Regions from separate parts of the Danio rerio genome. Here region 1 is linked to region 2. A link is a contact called in public Hi-C data. All regions are on one chromosome and are shown on one strand. The core of a region is the stretch at or near the end of the contact, and the rest is flanking DNA. Distances in the headings are between cores, read along the strand shown. Region 1 overlaps bcar3 (BCAR3 adaptor protein, NSP family member). Region 2 overlaps fnbp1l (formin binding protein 1-like).

What was found. A called contact is a pair of places that touch in the nucleus more often than the background predicts.
Region 1: a contact with region 2 is called in a Hi-C map of embryo, with 2.8 times the contacts expected there. The contact joins two enhancer-like sites. A contact is called at or near these places in 2 of 18 Hi-C or Micro-C datasets (caudal fin and embryo).

The regions. Positions count from the first base shown.
Region 1 is chr8:16,896,204-16,898,903 of GRCz12tu, reverse strand. All of the region lies in intron 2 of bcar3 (BCAR3 adaptor protein, NSP family member), which reads left to right. Among named protein-coding and RNA genes, the nearest start is that of bcar3, 29 kb to the left of the region's middle. Within about 2 kb of position 1,338, at least 3 of the 62 cell types and tissues checked have an H3K27ac peak or open chromatin away from gene starts, as enhancers often do.
Region 2 is chr8:16,834,568-16,837,267 of GRCz12tu, reverse strand. It overlaps fnbp1l (formin binding protein 1-like), which reads right to left. Exons shown (of 14, transcript NM_001003634.1): 10 at 2,345-2,454; 11 at 1,333-1,465; 12 at 313-407. Among named protein-coding and RNA genes, the nearest start is that of fnbp1l, 84 kb to the right of the region's middle. Within about 2 kb of position 1,432, at least 8 of the 62 cell types and tissues checked have an H3K27ac peak or open chromatin away from gene starts, as enhancers often do.

The DNA of each region.
Region 1 (2,700 bases), core at 89-2,588, 62 kb before region 2:
GTTAAATTACAGAAATTTAGCCTACCGTAAAAAACGGCTGTTAAATTACAGAACCGAAAATAATGGATTTTAAATTACAGAAATTTAACGTAAAAAAAAAAAAAAAAATATATATATATATATATATATATATATATATATATATATATATATATATATATATATATATATATATATATATTTGTATTTAAATTATTTATTTTATTTATTATTAGTTTTTTTTTCAGAAACCTTAGCTGCTGAAAAAAAACTATAAAATGGACGTTAAATTACAGAAATTTTCCATAATTAATTTTTTTTTTTGCTGTAATTTTAGAGTAGGTTTTCTGTATTTTCTTGAGCTTATAATATTTAATATGAAACTGTACAGAAATATTGTGGAAAGTTAAATAAAATTCACAAAATTATACATTTTCAACAGTGCTATAACTCAAATAATCAGTCATAAATGCAAAACATTGTTTTAACCATTTATTCATGAAAAATGAGCCTGACTGCGACAAAATTCAACTAGAAAAGTAAAGTTCATACCCAAAATTTATTGTGGCTTGAGAAAGACTAATCTGAAGCAGTTTTTAAGTTTCAATAATTGAAGTAGTTTTTAAGAAGGTTGAAACATAGATATAGACATAGATTAAGAAGGTTGGCATAGATATCTTTGAATTATTATAGATATTATAATTGATAATTGTTGTAATAAAATAGACAAACACATTTTTACCAACTGTAATTAAGACGACGCTGCTCAAATTATAATTTAACTTCATTCTGTTAGTGTGCTGCTGTATAACAATTATTAAAATAAACAATAAATGTAAAAATATAATATTCATATTATTTTTTAGGGTGTTACAAATAACATAAAAAACACACATATAGTCTCACCTCACACTCTATGCGCTCTTGTTCAGTGTGGTGAAATGGTCTGGAAACATGAATTCTCCTCTGTCTTCTAAACGCACTGGTTCCCCAATGCTTCTTTTCACTCACTGACTCTTTTCTTCAGGGCTGGGTGTTTCGGTCCCTGGAAATGACACAACTCATAATGCTGTTAACAAATCGGTTAATCAAGAGAAAGCCACCATCAGCCCTCTCAACAAAAGCCCCTCCAGTTCCCCAAGTAGCCGCAATAACACTAAGTGCCGTTAGTATGTGACTAAGAGACAGAGTAGCCCTGTTATTCAAACCCCAGTGGGAGAAGCGAGTGAATTTAGCCGTCTGGGACCCTTCAGGCTCAGCCGGACTCTCCTCTCAGGGTCAGGACAGTCCCAGCTGGGGGACTGACTGTGCTTTTACATATGAGCCCCCTGCTGATGGTGAGCCCCCCGCTGGAGCTGAGACAGACACAGAGCTGTCACACAGCATCACCACTGCCTGGAAAACACTGCAGAAGTCCTCCACGGGAGATGCGCTGTCCCGTCTGCCCAGATTAATTTCAAATGTCATTAGTGATAAACAGCGCTCTCTCGTATCACTGAATTGCTCGAAATCAGATTGTCTCCCAGCATGCTCTACTTTACGGGCAATGTGCACTGGCAGCTTTGTTCTGTTTCGGTGTAAACTAAATATGTGACTCTTTTAAAACAGGAACGTGAGTTTACACAATGTTGCAGATTTTGGTAACACTGTTGGCTCGATTCCACCGAGCAGTTCAGCTCAGTTCATCTTTCTTCACAATGAAGATTGAGTCAAACAGCTGAAAATAGATGAAGAGTAAAAGCCTTAATGTCTCAAACTGTGGAGCATTCCAGCAAATCAGGAAGACAGGAGAGCGCCAGGATGCTGGTGTAGTTCTAGTAAATTGAAACTGCTGCTGTTCAGGTTAGTATGAATACAGTATGGTATGGCATACAGTGCTTTTGTTAAAGGTTACATTGATAAACTAATATTTAGATGATCTTTTATTAAATAATAGTATATCACTATAATTTCATTTATTAATTCATTTTCTTTTTAGCTTAGTCCCTTTATTAATCTGGGGTCGCCACAGCGGAATGAACCGCCAACTTATCATGCACATGTTTTACGCAGCGGAAGCTCTTCCAGCTGCAACCCATCACTGGGAAACACCCATACACTCTCATTCAGACTACGGACAAATTAGCTTACCCAATTCACCTATAGCGCATGTCTTTGGACTTGTGAGGGAACCAGAGCAATGCAAACTGACCCAGCCAAGGCTCGTACCAGCAACCTTCTTGCTGTGAGGCGACAGCGCTACCCAGTGCGCCACCATGCCGCCTATCACTATAATAACAATGACAAAATGAATAATAATCATAATAACATCATTCAAATTCATATGTACAATTACACTGTAAAAAGTGCTCCATCAGATCTCAGATTAGTGTACATTCAGCTACTAGTCATGGCAAGGAATGCTCATTTATATAGCACATTTCATACACAATGGTCATTTAAAGTGCCTTACATAAACAAGAATAAAAGAAACAAGTATAAGAACAAAAAAGACAGAACATAGAATAACATAGAATAAAAATGATTAAAAACAGATTAAAATGTGTTAAAACAGGTTTTAAATGAATGAAAAAGAATCACATAATATACGTCTGTGGGACGTAGCACAGTGCTCATTCAGTAAAGGCACAGTTAAACAGATGGGTTTTAAGTCATGTGATATTTTAAACTCTATTTAACAGATTTGATCAAAACCATTATTTAAGTCAAAACGTAAGAAAC
Region 2 (2,700 bases), core at 183-2,682:
TAATTTCTATTAATTATTTAAATTATTATGAATTAAGAGTTTATGATTGATTGTGGATGTTTCACGGGATTATTTAAAACACAAAAGGACCTCAGTGTAATTAAATAAACTATGTCCAAATGACATGCCTAGACTAAACAATGAGCACTGACTTAATGTAATTTTGATCAAACCATCCAAACAGCAAGAATAGCTCAAGCACTCTGCTGCACATGGATTTACAACAATTCAGTAACTCCTAAAAGGAATGAGTGTGTGTTAGACAGGCCATCTGTGTTGAGAATGCAGATAATGTAGTGAGGAAACCCAGACCTCTCTCTTCCGTGCGGAGCGTGATGGTTTACATCTGCACTGGACCGCCGCTCACTTCGAGATCCATGCTTTCCTTCCACCTCTGCTAACCAGCTCTGTGATCGAGAAAGACAAACCAACAGTGAAACAACTATTGTGTGCAACAAATCACAAACCCAAAGTCCACTTTTTTCCACATGGCCATGACATTTCAAATTATGGGCTGCTTTATGGTTTAGGAAACCAGGCAGTGTAACAGAAAAACAATTTGGATTTGTGACTTGCTTTTGTATCTGAAATTAGGATAAAGTTAGACTTGGTGTTTTAAAGTGACATTAGAATCACAAACAAATCTGTGGCCAAAGCTTTTTTTGTTTTTAGTGCGTTTTGTTCTTCTAGATTATTTTCTCTCTGTACTTAATAGAGTACAGTAATATTCAATATGTTTGCAAAACTGCAACAGGAAGTTATTCAGTATTAGTGTTGGGTAAAATTAACTTTAAAAGTAATCTTAAAGTTATCTTAAGCAGTCTTCAACTTATCTTTAATAAAAAAACAACTAAAAATAACATAAAATGTATTTTTCTCATTACTTTCCTTAAAAAGTACCAAGTAACACATTTTGTTACCTAAAGAAATAAACACTGACTTATTAGGGGAGGATGTAATATACTACTTTAAAGTAACTTTATCCAACACTGTTGTTCACATTATTCAGGGTCTGCTTAAAGTTCTAATTTGTTAAATCTATTAATTTCCTCATAATATTCAACCGATGTATAGTTTTTATAACACTTAAACTAACTGATTACATTTCAACAAAAGTTACTCACTCAAAGCATCATTGATTAAAGGAATAAGGTGGATAAAAACACACATTTTCTTGCTACAGACTCTGTATTATGACTCTTCCTCCACTAGGTGGCGCTGCAACACAGCGTCTTTCAGTTGTTTCATGTCATATTTATCCAGATGTACTTTTGCGGAGGCCGCGTTTCCTTTAGAGACCTCAACAATAAGTCATTCCTCTGGGAAGGTTACCTCATTTTTATGGATCTCGGAGCGGAGTTTCTCCATGTTGCATATGGTCTCTGATATCTTGGGCTGGAGACTTCCAGGATCTCCCATCTGGGGATTCTTCTCATAGACATCTTTCATTTTGTTGAGAGCATCTCTGGAATAAAGACAAATGGAATATTGAGATATTATTCTTCTCCCACTAATTTAAAAACGTTAAGTTATGTTGCTTTAGCATGCAAGGCAACATATACCTAAACAAATAAACACAATAATTAAAATAAGAACACTAAATACACTAAATAATAAACTAAATGATTTATTAAATATTTAAATAAATTGTTAATAATAATAATAAATCCTTACATTTATACAGCAATTTTATGGACACTTAAAACTCTTTACTCATTGGTGGGAATCTCCTCATCCATAATTCTCTGGCATCTGATTGGTTAAAACTCCTACTCCTAAAACTAATAATATTACTACTACTACTAGTAATAATAATAATAATAATAATAATAATAATAATAATAACAATAATAACAATAATAACAACAACAACAACAATAATAATATTATTAATAATATAATAATAATAATGGACAACAACGACAATGCCGAAAAAACAACAAACTATAAATAAATACTATTTTAATTTGTTAATATCTAAAATTAAGCAAGTAAATTTATAAAATAATTACTGAAAATGTTTAATTTATTTTTATTTTAAAAATATTACAATTACAATAAACAATGTAATTTTATCATCAAAATAATTTATAGTATTATAAAAAATTATAAAAGTATAATAAAAATGTATTGTTGTACAATTGAACAAGCAAATAATGCATAAATTAGTTAATATAAAATATTTTTAAAAGACATCTTGTATTAGATAATACCAAATTAAATAAATTAAAAAATGAATGCGTTTTCCTGTATTGATGGTTAGTAGCATACAGAATACAATTACAAAGATAGCAAATCTGAACAAAAACACTATGCTACATAATAAAATGTCTTCATTGTCTACCTTTGGTCCTGTTCCTTCTGCAGTTCTTTATTCAGCTCATCGATCCGCTGTTGTAGTTTTTTGCGTCTCTGTTCAGGGGGAAGGTGGCTGAGATCCTCTAGTGTTGGCGCCTGTACAAACACAGGTTATTGGTTGGAGGCAAAGATGCACTGACAAACATCCCGGCACAGTCTGAGCACACATTATATAAACAGTCACTCTTAAGAGAGATGTCTTTCCTACAGTTTAACGCTGAGCCCTTATGTTTGCATACATTCCAATTCTGGAATTCAGACGATAGTTTATAAACTTTAAGCCGCACTGTAAGAAAGACATCTTGAAGCTGAACGACAAGAGGAGTAAAGGGGTTTTATGGC